2 separate regions of the Mus musculus genome follow, and region 1 is linked to region 2. The links are chromatin contacts, called in public promoter capture Hi-C maps. All regions are on one chromosome and are shown on one strand. The core of a region is the stretch at or near the end of the contact, and the rest is flanking DNA. Distances in the headings are between cores, read along the strand shown. Region 1 holds the start of Prss53 (protease, serine 53). Region 2 has its middle 10 kb from the start of Aldoa.

Region 1 (6,643 bases), core at 1,370-3,869, 1.1 Mb after region 2:
GCTGCCTCGTGAACATGGGCCTGCAGCCATGAACTGTGTACTGCCATGTCAGTCAACAGCACAGGGGTGTCCTCTTGGGCACATTTTGATGTGAAACTAATGATTCCAACCTGGACCCAGTGTCCATCAGGCTCACGGCACATCACAGGTCCCCCAGAATCTCCCTGGAGCCAGAAAAAGAGCCAAAAGCAGAGCCACCTGAGCCCCAATACAAGCCCCATACCCTCCTCTAAGGACTGGGCCCTCAGCCCTAGACTAGACCTCCCTGCGTCCCCCCCCCCGGTATTCATCAGACCTGGCAGGGCCCCTGTTCCCCAGGCTGTGCACCCCCACAGAGCATCCCAGGTCTTGCTGGGTTGGACAGCAACCTCTGGTGCAACCGATTGTAGAGACAGTTACAAGTGGGGCGGCTGATGAGACGGAGGCGCAGATTCCGTAGGGTTCTGGAAACTGGCAAAGGAGAGAATGTTGAGTCTAGCCCTGGAACAATGGGAGCAGGGGCCTCTCACAGTCAGGAACTGATTCTGTTTGAGCCTGGGCAAGCAAAGTGCCTCTCTAGACTTCTGTCTAGGATAGTACTTACCATCACTGGTGTTCTGGTCCCAGCCAGTGGCCCAGCAAGAAGCTCCAAAGGGGAAGTGGTAGGTGGGTTGGGGCAAGCAGAGGGTTGTCTGAACGGTGGGGTGGGTGAGCTGGAGCAGGGCCAGATCTGATCCCTGGCTATAGTGGTTATAGGCCTTGGGCAACTGCAGGGCAGCAACTCCCACCTCCTCAGCCCCCGGGCTCTGCCCCTCCTGCTTGAGAGAACCCAGGACCACGGACCAGGAGCTCAGTTCTGCTGTGGCCATCCTGAAAGGAGAAGGGTAAGGGCCAGACAGCTGAGAGTCAGCGGAGACATGGCACCGTGGGGAAGAGCACATGGGTTTCATCACAGTTCCCTCCTCTCAGGCTCCATTTATTCCTTTGTAAAGCATCTACCATGAAAGATTGCTAAGGTTAAGCTGGCAGTGTTTCTGCTCCATGGCACATTTTCCATGAATGATGCTTATTATTGTAGAGGCAGGAAAGCATTTTGAGGTACAGGGACAAATCCACCCTCAAACGGAGAGACTGAAAAGTGTGACTCACTTTTCAAAGCAGTGAGCAGCTGTGAGGACCCAAGTGTCTGCCACCAAGGAGCCACTGCAGATGTGTACACCCTGTCGCCTCACACTGGCCTGCCAGGGCCATTCACCAGGTAATGTGTTGCCTTCCTGGGGCTCTGGAGGGCCAGGGCCACGCTGCCCGCATGCTGTAGAGAAGAGGGAATCATGCTAACTGCAGCCAATACCATTTCCCCTCACTCATACTTGAGTGCAGCCCGGGGCCCAGGTCCTCATCACTTACCACGCTGAGCTGCTTGAAGACCTAGGAAGAAAGAAACACAGGCTGTGGGGGTGCCGTAACTGCCTGGCCCAGGTTGGGTGGAGGGATGGATTGAAGGACAGGCCCTGGGTCCATATCTGTGACTGGCTACCTCACCAGCCCCTCCCAGAATGAAGACATTTATATGAGGCGGAAAAGCAGCTTTTATTGGAGCTCATTCAGAGTACACAGCCATTAATTCTCTCAGCTGTGCTCAGCACTCCTGGGCCCAAGGAACAAGGCCTCGGGTTTACCTTGGGAGTAGGCCAACCCTCCTCCAGGCTTCCGAACCCCTAACTCCTGCCTTTACCGCTGAGTCAGAGAGGTGGCCTGTGTATGTGAAGAACATTAGCCTAATTGTCCCTTCAGCTGTGGAAGCCTAAGAAGGTAGATTAGAGGTCTGTGTCATGTCCTAAGTGGGGGAGGCCCCAAGTGAGTCTCACTCCACCCCATCCTAATGAATCAAACTGTCTACTTTTCCAGTGGGTCCCTGTCATGCCTGTAACCCATCACAGCCTCACTCAAATAGGTCTACTGTACATCGGAGGCAGAGCTGGTGTGGACAGCCTCCAGTGAGTGAGGCCAGAACATGCCTGAGGTCCTTCTGGAAGTAGAGGATAAGAGAGAGGGCAAGACCAAGACGCACACACAGACACCCCCCCCCCCCAACATCCACCATCCACGTTCAGACAGTGATCTCAGACCCTTTCTAACCCTGGCATTAGACTGTAGTCTCAAGGACATTATTTAGCTTTTCTGTACTTCTGTTTCTTCACCAAGATCGAACAGTAGCACAAGTTAAAGAACTACTGTAAAGATTAAATATATTAACAGCTTCTTCCAAAGTGCTGTAACGTGGCCCAGGAAAATCACAGCCATTTTGACAATAGGCTCTGTGTTACCTCCCCTCAGCACCTCACCCCCAAGAACACCTCCCTCCCCAAAAGACACACACCAAGGACATTCACAGGGAGACTGTAGCCCCCTCAGGATCTCTTACATACCAAATTGCAGTCTACTGGGGCAGATGAAGGCTTAGGAGCCTCCCCACCACCACACACACACACAATGCCACTCCCTGTCCCTCATACTTGAAGGACTTACCCTCTATCACGACCACAGCTCCCACAATAAGCAGCTCTGGTCTCCAGCTCTGCCTCATGCTGCTCCAGGCCACTCAGTGCTCCGGCTGTCAGAAAGGCCACCTGGGTCTCCCTGGCTCCACCCCTGCTCCGCCTCCAGTCAGGTGTTACTTTTCCTGGGCTGGAAGGGAGCCAACAGCGCTTAGCTTGGGGCCAGTGGTTGTGTGGCCCTTACCCCTCTCTGGCTCTTTACCAGCCATACTCCTCCAGTTCAAATCCTAGTTCCTCCAATGATTTTGAACAATGAAATTGTTTGTGCCTTACCTGGAGAACTTAATTACTTAAGGGTGCCTGGGAGATTCTGGAGAGATGGAGCAACAATTAACTGCACGACCTGGTTTAATTCCCAGCTCCCATAGGGCAGTTCACACCATGATCTGTAACTCCAGTTCCAGGGGATCTGACACTGTCTTCGGCCCTCCCAAGGCACCAGTCATATATAGTACATAAACACACATGCAGACAAAACACTCATACACATAGGCTAATAGTAAAGCCCCTTCAAATGGACGGAAGGAAGACTGTTTCAATTATTTATTCCAGAGAGGGGGCAACCTGTGAGCAGTTTCTCCCTCTACGTGGTTCCCAGGGTTTGAAAGCACATGGCCAGGTGTCTTTACCTGTTGAGCCATGTCACCAGGACCATGCAAAGACATTTGTCACCAAGCCCAACTACCTGGGTTTGATTCCTCAGATTAACATGTCAAAGAATCCTTGCAAGCTGAACTCTACACACACCATGATATTCAGCGCACGGCCACACGCACATAGACACACTTTTTAAAAACATGCTTAGGGCCCCAGAGAGATTGCTTACTGACTCTTCACTACCTGTTCTTTCCAGAGGACCCAGGTTTGAGTTCCAAATCCACACAAAAGCTTGACAAACACCTGTAATTCCAGTTCCAGATCCAACACTCTTCCACCCTCGGCAGGCACCAGACATATGTGGTGCGGATACATAAGCAGGCAGATGTTCACACATAGTAAATAATTTTCTAAATACAGTGGTATATACATGTAATTCCAGTACCTCGAGGCTGAGGCAGATTTTTGAGTTTAGGTTGAGCTGCCTAACAAGTTCAAGGCCAGCCTAGACTAAAGCAAGACACTATTTCAAAAAGAAGGCAAGCAATCTGTTAGTGTTTAGCCAAGGGTGACTTGTAGACCAGCTACTTCTTGCATGAGAACATCATCTGTGGAGCAGTGGCAGACTCCTCAGACTCCCCTCAGCTTCCCTGCCTCCTGCAGGCCAAGGCCAGGCAGGTTTCATACACTCCCCTCAGTTTGCTTCAGAGGTAACATGCAGGACTGTGTGTTAAAGGGGTGGCTCTCATCCTATCCTCTCTCTGGGTCTGCCTCCTTGCTGGCAGGGCATTGCTCTTCTTTCTGGCAAATGTGTGGATGGAGGGTAGAACACTGAGGTCACATCCTTTTTCACCTTCCGACTCCCAGTTTAGGCTAGTTCCACCATTACCTGACCCTGATACAGAGGCAACAGTGAGCAGAGCTTAGAGAAGACACGAGCCAATGCCCAGGCAGACACAGATTATGATATAGGGGCTATCGTATAGCTCAGTGGTAGAACACTTTCCTACCTTGGAAAGCCCTGCAATGTGAATTATGGGATGTGTGCTAATCTGAGATCTCCCTCCCCCAACCCTTCCCCAGTACTAAACATATACTCTCAGAGCATTTTAGCTCCCTCACGAATACAGAAACAATGGTAGTAATTATCTACTAAGTTAACACAGGTTCTTTGACAGTGCTTGGGATGTCAAGTGCTTAGTCCACATTAGGAAAAACAGAAATAGGATCTTAGCCTGGCCCTGCACAGGGTTAAGATTGGCCATGATGATAGGTGAGGCAGTTGCAGGGTTCAAGCTCTACCACAGGAAGAAGTTCCTTCCCAGCAAGTTTGCCCTCCAGGTGTGTGGCAGGCCCTCCTACGACAGGAGGTCTGATCCGTAGGCAGCAGGCTCAAGCTTGTTTCCTAGACATGGGGGCTGATGTGCCAGGTTTTGCTGACTACACATGCTGGAGATGATGTGTCCTCTCCTTCCGGGCAGGCCCTCCATCCTCTCTGACTCACCCCAGTTCTAGAGAAGGCAGTAACAGGGAAAGACTGACACCCCGAAGGGTCTCTGGCAGACATATGCTACAGACTTGACCAACATAGAAAAATTTATTGTTCAAAATCCTTCTCTTTAACCAACAGCAGAATGCAGCCCATGGGAACAGAACTTAGAGGCACGTTTGGTCATTTCTCTGTGTGTGGTTATGGAGGGGGGTTTGAATGATGTGGGTAGGGCCTTCTAGGAACCCACACACTTGGGCAAGGGTCATGTGCCAAGGCAAAGCAAGTTAGGTTAGTCTGGCATGAGGTGGGAACTCAGTGCTTTTTGGTCTTGTGTTCTGGTACCTTCTGGAAGCTAAGCAACATCAGACCCACATTGATGGCATAGGTGGTAATGCACACAATGCAGAAATCATATAACACAAAGAACAGGATCCAGGCCAGGTACACGGAACCAGCGACGGACACCAGGGAACTCAGCACCAGTAGGATAGAGGCCCAACGTCCCCTCAAGCAACCTGTAAAACAAGAGACGGTCAGTAATGGTATATCTAGAACTCTGTCATGCCTCCTCAATGACAGACAGCAGGTGCTTCTGGTGAAAGTACTCTTAAGACAGGATCTGATGGGCCTCATCTGGTCAATAATTCTTGGGACCCAGAGTAAATTCTCTTGCTAAGCTACACAAGATGAAACACAAGTTACACTTTGGAGTCCTCTCAAAAAGAAGTTCAAGGTCAACCTGGAATGTCTCCCAAAGCAAAGCAAACCAAAAAACTATCAGTTGAGCACGGTGGTGTACAGTCCCAGCACTCCGGAAGCAGAAGCAGGAGAGTTCCTGCAAATTCTAGGCCAGACTGGTCTACATAATGAACTCCGGGACAACTAGGGTTATGTAGAGAGACCCTGTCTCAAAAAGACCCTGTCTCAAAACCTACCAGGTGTGGTCCAAAGCCATGCTTTAATCCCAGCACTCTGATGGCAGACACAGTCAGATCTCTCAGTCTGAGGCCAGCTGGTCTACAGAGTGAGTTCCAGGACATTCAGGACTACACAGAGAAACCCTATCTCAACACCTGCCTCAGCCTCACCACACCCCTCAAAAACAAACCAAACAACAAAAACAAAACCCATGTGAGGTGTGGTGGCCCATGTAGTGACTTCCAGAACGGCCAGGATTACACAGAGAAATCCTCTCCTTGGGTTGGGGGGGAGGGGGGAAGAGGAAAAAAGGTGAGGGAGGGAGAGGGAGAAGAAAAAACGAAAAACTAAACAAAAAGAAAGAAGTTGATTCTTTGCCATAAAACTGAGATTGTGAGAAATCTTTGAGGGCCCTCAGCCTCTGGCTACCTAAACCAAGTAGGATAAGCCTCCTGCTAAGTGTTCTGCTTTCTTGACTCCTTGTGATGAGATTGCTCAGTAATTAGCAGCTGGGTGTCAATTGTCTGGGTCACCGACACGACACGACACGAGGTGGGGCTGCTCTGGATTTCAGAAGACAGGTCATGAAGGGGCAAAGCCACTCACTCACCTAACAACAGCTGTAAGGTGTAGAACAGGCAACCAAATATGCTGTTGGATTGGTTGAGGACGCTGTCCGCTCCTAGCATGTGCTCCACCAGCCCAAAGCCCCGGCCCCACCTGGTGGAAGTGAAAGAAGCAGGTAAGTGGGGTAGGCCAAGTGCCTCTTGAGCTTTTTTGTAGAACAGTGATTAGCAAGAAGCTCCACCTACTAAGAGTCCAAAGGGCATTGACCTGGCATGTCCTGGGGCTCTTAGTGGCCTGTCATCACAGACTATCAATAATTTTTCAGGAGTTGGTGAGATGGCTCAGGAAAAACAAGTATCAGCTGCCAGGCCTGTCAACTGGATCGAATCCCCCCGCAGCCCACAAAGAAGGAGAGACTCAACTCCCGAACGTTATTCTCTTGACTTCCACATGCATGTAGTGGCATGCATGTGCCACCTCACAAACAAATAAATGAAAGGTTAAAAGTTTTTCCCAGCTTGATTTCGCTTTA
Region 2 (6,796 bases), core at 1,841-4,340:
AAGAAGAAGAAGAAGAAGAAGAAGAAAAAAGGAAAAAAAGAAAAGAAACTACATTTTCTGCCATCTTGGAACCTGTGGATGCTTGCTGGGAATAGGACCTCTAAAGAGCAAATGTGTCAGAAAGGCTGTGGTCCAAGGCCATTTTTCTGGCTAGAACCGAGGTTGCCAGAACCAAAGAGAACACATGGCTCTTCTTAATACTGAAGGTGGTTATGGCTGAGATGAAATTTAATTCTACTTGGGCAAGAGATGTGTTTATGTGTTCAAAGCAAAAACAGCACAGTTGACTCCTAGGAGCAGACTGAACAAAGCCAAAGCGATCTGGAAAAAGGTAACTCAGCCCCATGGGAATGGTGGCAGGGCCACAGCAAAGTCCAAGGCCACGTTCTGGCAAGGCCATTGGACACAGATTCCTCTCACAAACTCATTTTATTTATTTGTTTGTTTTCTCAAGACTGAGTTTCTCTGGGTAGTCCCATTTGTCCTGGAAGTATTTTGTAGACCAGGCTGGCCCAAATCTCTGAGATCTGCCTGCCTCTGCTCCCAAGTGCTAGGATCAAAGGCGTGTGCTGCCGCCGCCACCACCACCACCACCACCACCACTACCACCACCACCTTGCTTTCCTCTTACAGGTTTAAACTAGCCAAACAGGATAATAAAATAATAAAAGAAACAAAACAGAAAAGAAAAACTTTTTTAAAAAGTGAAAAAAAAAATTAAAATTACGCCAGGTATGTTTTGGCGGACACCTACAATCTCAGCACTTGGGAGACAGAAGCAAGATGAGGAATTTAAGGCCAGCCTAGTATACAAAGCCCTGTTGCAAAACAAAACTTTAAAAGTTAAGTAATGTTAGATTTAAACAAATCCTCAGCTCTGTTGGCGAGCGCAATGGAGCTGTTCTCTGGAACAGAACACTTGCCTATGGACAGAGGGTGTTTTCTTGGGATCAGAGCCAGGTCCGGCCCACATTTGGCCATGTTACACCCAGTCTTAACTACCTTGTACAGAAGTCCAGACTACCGACTGGGCTGGGTGTGGTGAAGTCCTGACTCTGGGCTGGGCATGGTGGCGTGCACTTTTAGTACCAGTACTCCAGAAACAGAGGAGCTTTGTGAGTTCAAAGACAGCCTAGTGTGCACAGCAAGTTAGTTCCCAGACAACCAGAGCTACGTAATGAAGGAACTCTTGTCTCAAAGACAGAGAGAGAGAGAGAGAGAGAGAGAGAGAGAGAGAGAGAGAGAGAGAAAGGAAGCAGGCCCTGATTATGTACTGGGCTTATGGGCTTGTCACACAAATCATCTTTCTCCCGCCTATTCACTTATTTCACCCTATATTCACTTATCTTTCAAGTACCTTTCATCACCAGAAACAATCTGATACTATGTTGCTTTTAGTTGTCTGCCTATGACTCAGTACCTGGGACAGTGCCTGGCCTAGGGTTACTGCTCAGTAATGAATGTGCTGACTGAAGAAAATGAAGGCCCAGATCAGACGGAGGTCGGAGGGAGCAATCTGGGGTAAGAATGGAACTCACAGCTTCACTGAGATGAGGACAGCAGGCATCCAGGCAGTGGGTGGGACTGGGCAGAGGGAAGTCACAGGCTTCTGCACAGCTCCAGCAACAGTCTTGGGTCTCGGAGGCACCTTGTTTCCTGCAAGGGGAGCTGCAGTCTGTGCAGCAGCCCTGGGCCTAGGAGATGACAAGACTCAGGATCTGGGCCAGACATCGGGGAGGGGACAACTCTCCACTTTAATTTCTGGAGACGGGCAAGACAATGGTTAACCGGAGTCCAAGAGGAAGACTCCCCTGCTCCCACGGAAAGGACAGCTGCTCTGACTAAATGACAAAGGTGTCCCAAGATAAAGACCTGCAGGTGAGGGGCCCCACTAATCACCAGGTTCCTCTTCCCCAAGGCCTACCCTCTCTTCCACACCAGGCGCCTCACCAGCAGACAGTGCCTAGTCAGCAGCACTAGGCCCAGCAGCAACAAATAGATGCCCACCGCGATGAAGACGATAGCAGGGGTGGGAAGTTGCAAGGAAGGGCCGATGGAAGCCGGGGCTGGATTCCACGGGCCAGGGGAGGCCTGGAGAAGCACAGAGGAAGCCGTGAGCAGGAGATGAGATGCCAGGAGGGATGCAGAACTAGATGAGAAGGCAATAGAGCAACACCCTGACTCCCCAGCCTGTCCCCCTGACATCCTCACTCACGATCCTGGACCTGCCATCACTTTAGAGTCATCTGGGAAACACTGCTCTTTGGGGAATACTTCTCTACACAGAGTTTTGAATCTGACTCCAGCATAACAACCTTCCAATCCTTCAGCTCTCAGCCTTGGCCCCTCTTCCAATTTGCTTCTTTCTGCACCAGCTGCCCGGGCATCTCCACTCAGAACAACGTTTATTTCAGGGGCAAAGCTTCCCCACCCCAGCCCCTGGCTACGCCTCTACCCCCACCCCTTATCCCGCAATCACGATGAAATCTAAGCAGTTCCCAGAGGTTCCCTCCTCGCTCTGGCTCCTGGGCCTCTGTACTGCTGTCTGAGTGCTAGTAAAAACTGTCTTGCTAGGAATCCCAGAAACGTGCCACCTCAGGGGGGAAGTCCATCCTGGGCACTGTCTCCCAGCTCTTGTCCTAAGCCAGAAGACTTTTTATTGGATAGAAAGCCCCCCCCCTGGTCCGAGCTCAGAGGCGGATGAGCACAGAGCACTGGACTCACGTCCATGGGGCTGGGCAACGCCAGTCTGTCCAGGAGCTGCAGAAGAGAGAAGATTCTGGGCTCAAAGATCGAGTACCCTTAATCCGGGGTACCCAATCTCTTTCTCTCGTTCTGCGTGGGAAACCTGAGGCCCACGGATGGAGACTGGACAGGCGAGGATCAGGAGAGCCAGCGCCTTCCCCTCCGGCCGGGCCACGCCCTCCCTCCACGGCCCCCAGGTTCCTGCTCCCTCGGACCACGCGGCCACAGCACATACAACCATCGACGGCGGGCAGTTTACAGATCCCGCGCCGCCTAAGGTCCGAACCGCCAAGGCGCCAGCACCGCCCAGAAGGTTGGCGCTGCTTCTTGCAGTTGCCATGGGGACCGCAGTACTGCGACTACGGCAGCCGCAGAGATCCAAACACTGTATTCCCGCCTCATTGGACTGGCCCTGCCTTCTTCGACCCTAGGTAATCGCCAGCTCCCAGCTTTCCCTCCGTAACTAGACAGAAATAGCACGCTTCTCGCCACCGCTGGCCCTGGAGAGATGCTGGTCGAATGCTGAAGGTCGTAGGAGACAGGCTGGGTCCACTCCCTCTTCTGCAAAGGAAGAACTGCCTGCCTCAGACATACTGTGTTTTTAAACTTTACTTTCCAGAGAGGAACCAGAGAAGAATTAACTGGAGACAAGGAGGACAACTCCCCTGCTCCCTCGAAAAGGACAGATGCTCTAAATGGCTTGCAAGTGAGGGGACACACTATGCACCACGTTCCTCTTACCCAAAGCCTACCGTTTCTTCCCTCGTTAATTGTATGGAAAGAATCAATATTTTTCAACCCGTCTCACTTCAACAGCATTACTCTCTGCTCCCCTCAACCCCCGCTTTTTGCAGTTTTCTTTAAAAAAAAAGATTTATTTATTATATTTATATGAGTACACTGTAGTTGTTTTTAGACATACCAGAAAAGGGCATCAGAACCTATTACAGATGGTTGTGAGCCACCATGTGGTTGCTGGGAATTGAACTCAGGATCTTCTGAAGAGCAGTCAGTGCTCTTAACCGCTGAGTCATCATCTCTCCAGCCCTTGCATTATTTTCAAAGTGATTTCTGTTAGGGAGTAGTTTCCTGAGCTCAGCCATCTCAGGACTGAGTTCCACCTGGATGGCAGAATCAGAACTTAACTCATGTTCCCAGGCCCCAGAACTCAACTCCTACCCTGCTTCCTCAGATGTTTTGTGTTTGTCTGTTAAGCAGTGAAGGATGCAGAGAAGGAAGATACTGTTATCTCCATTATCTAAACTAAGGCACACAAGCCATAAGGCACACAAGTAAGACATGTGTTACTAGTCTTAACTGACTAGTTCAACTTGCCCACTCCTTTGTTCCCTTATCATTTCAAGATTCCAGACCAGAGTCCAGGAGGAGACCAGGCTGCAAAAGCTGACGCGAGGATCTGAAACCAGATGACCCGGGAAAGGCCCAGTCACCAAAAGTGACCTCCTTTTTTAACCCTTTATGTCAAAATATAATTGGTCAATGCAAGAGTCTACCCTGTTACCCGTCACTTTTTGTTCCCATCCTATAAAAATATTGTAGAAATATTGGACAGTCTCCCTTCAGGAATTCGGATCAGATCCGGAGCTGCCCACCTCCCTCAGCGCTAAGAAAATAAAACTTCCATTTTTAAGCTTCCGTTCTCTAAAGTGAGTTTTCTCAGCTTCCGTTCTGAACCCAACAATTTTTTTTCCTTCTTTTTTGTTTGTATTTTGCTTGCTGAGACAAGATCTCATTCTGTAACTCAGGCTGTCCTGAAAGTCACGCTATAGTGTAGCTTGGTCTGGGCCTCACCCTGAGTGCCGGATGGCAGGCATGAACAGCCGGGTCCTGTTCACACCCGATCACACCACCGACTGCAGGAGAAAACTGCTTTCCAGACTTGGCACCATCCACCCTGACCATCCTGTGGTTTCACTCCAGAGCTCCAAGAGTAAATCGAGGGCTGGTGAGATGGCTCAGTGGGTAAGAGCACCCGACTGCTCTTCCGAAGGTCTGGAGTTCAAATCCCAGCAACCACATGGTGGCTCACAACCATCTGTAACAAGATCTGACGCCCTCTTCTGGAGTGTCTGAAGACAGCTACAGTGTACTTACATATAATAAATAAATAAATCTTTAAAAAAAAAAAAAAGAGTAAAGCGAATTTCTTTCCCTCCTGCTACCATCCTATGGAAGGCCAGGACATATATGCGAATATAAACAGGGTTAGGGTTAGGGTTCTCGTCCCTCCAGCCTGTGCTCGGCTCCGCCCTTTCAGACTGGTTGCATACTCCAGACCATCGGTGCTGAGTTGGGTTCTGCGCTCCCCGGCCTCATCACAGGGTATGGACTTCTCTGTGTCTGCCTGGCCCCTCCTCGGTCAGACTGCTAGTGCTGGGCTGTTTCTGATTTCTTTCCACAGCCCAAGCCTTTGACACCACCTAGAAGACAATGCTCACTGATTTGATGAACCACTCAAATCCAAATCCGACTCTGCTGGCCGATGAAGACATTCTGTTCCCTTGGTGTCTTCCAATATCCTCAGCTTTCCTAACCTTTCTGGCTGTCCACGTGTGCTTGTGCATGCATGTACATGCACACACAGAAACACAAGTGCAGAGGAGGCCTGGGACACAGTGTCACCACCACTCGCCTCCTCCTCTCCCAGGATACACTTACCATGGCTGGGTCCCCAGAGCTTCTTTTTTGTTTGTTTGTTGTTGTTTTATCTTTTTTTTTTTTTCAGGACAGGGTCTCATTATGCTGCTCTAACTGTCTTGGAACTCACTCTGTATACCAGGCTGGCCTTGAGATCTGCATGCCCGAGTGATGAGACTCTCAAGTGATGAGACTAAAGGCATAGGTTGCCACCACCAGGCCCCATGGGCTTTCTGTTACTGAAAAGAAAGCTAGAGAGATTGTCAGGGTCTGTGCCTGAAGGGTCCAAAGCTGTCCACCCTGCAAGGAAGCTCTTTAAACAGGAAGATAAGCAACTTACAACAGCTTCAGGAAGTCCCTGAATCTGACCAGACTCACTGGGTCCCTCCCTCCCAGAGTAAGGAGTAAGAGCTGAGGATCTCTCTCAGAGCAGACAAGCTGTAAAGAAGACTCCTGAGACCAATAGGTTTAGACCAACTGAGTCATTTAGAAAGAACGCTTTCCAACTGACTGAGCTGTGTGCAGGCTGTGCAATGCGATCCAGGTTCTCAGCTTTTGTGAGCTGTCACCTATCCTGGGGTGGGCTTTGGTGATATCTGTACTTTGGTCTATCCTGGGCTCCTTCTCTGAGATGTGTTTTCCTAGCAAAAGTTGTGCCACACAACAGCCCCTGGGTCCTGTATGCCCCTTCAGCCTTCAATCATACTGACAGGGTCCCAGCCATTCCTTTTGCCACCTCCAGCCTTCTCAGGGATGCCTGAGCACGGAGAGCAAGTGCTCACTCAGCTCCTCCCCAGGGTCGCCTTGTTCATGGGAAGCATTACCAGATTGCCTCCTTGAGATTCTTTTTTTTTCTGAGTCTCAAGGACCAGGATGAGGTTTCCGTCTCTACTGTAAGAAAGACCTCTAATGATACAAGCTTCCTCCCTGCCTGCCTTCAGCCCCTTCCAACAGAAAGATGCAAGCCTTGGCAAGGGCCCCAGGCACACCCATGGTCTGCAGTGGCCAGACGCACTGCTGATGGTGTTCTGTTCCTGCCATTGGTTCCTCCAGTGTGTAGGAGGGCAGGCATCAGACAAGCCAATAAGAGAGATGATATATGCACCTCACTTTGCCAAGGCCCCACTTCTACCCACATTATCCCATTAGTAGGAGGTAGGGAGACACTGACTTTACCATAGCCAATAGCTGCCATGACTCCTTCTACCTGAAGTTCAAAGCTGGGGATGTCAGAGAGCACCATGGGGAGTGTTGAACTGACCCAGAAAAGTGAGACAAGGATGACACCATGTTCTGTTCCCAGTCATCATGGCCTGGGTAAGAGATGGGACACGTAGAGGGACCAGCAGGTGAAAGAAGCTTCGGCAGGCTTGGATGTGACCTTGAGAAGAGA

What was found. Promoter capture Hi-C pulls out the DNA fragments that hold promoters and counts their contacts.
Region 1: a contact with region 2 is called in a promoter capture Hi-C map of liver, with 6 times the contacts expected there. The contact joins the promoter of Prss53 here to the enhancer-like site in region 2. A contact is called at or near these places in 4 of 39 promoter capture datasets (hematopoietic stem and progenitor cells, liver and pre-B cells), 1 of 484 Hi-C or Micro-C datasets (B cells), 1 of 115 datasets of contacts at active chromatin or transcription factors (pancreatic cancer cells) and 1 of 9 other capture datasets (adipose tissue).

The regions. Positions count from the first base shown.
Region 1 is chr7:127,888,351-127,894,993 of GRCm38.p6, forward strand. Prss53 (protease, serine 53) reads right to left here and starts at 2,620. Exons shown (of 11, transcript NM_001081268.1): 1 at 2,509-2,620; 2 at 1,387-1,407; 3 at 1,129-1,291; 4 at 584-849; 5 at 296-450; 6 at 1-164. The coding sequence starts at 2,566. Vkorc1 (vitamin K epoxide reductase complex, subunit 1) reads right to left here. Exons shown (of 3, transcript NM_178600.2): 2 at 6,155-6,264; 3 at 4,713-5,141. The coding sequence ends at 4,939.
Region 2 is chr7:126,806,146-126,812,941 of GRCm38.p6, forward strand. No RefSeq gene overlaps it. Among named protein-coding and RNA genes, the nearest start is that of Aldoa, 10 kb to the left of the region's middle. Within about 2 kb of position 3,091, at least 312 of the 459 cell types and tissues checked have an H3K27ac peak or open chromatin away from gene starts, as enhancers often do. A contact at or near this core is called in adipose tissue, hematopoietic stem and progenitor cells, liver and 2 more, where this site is marked.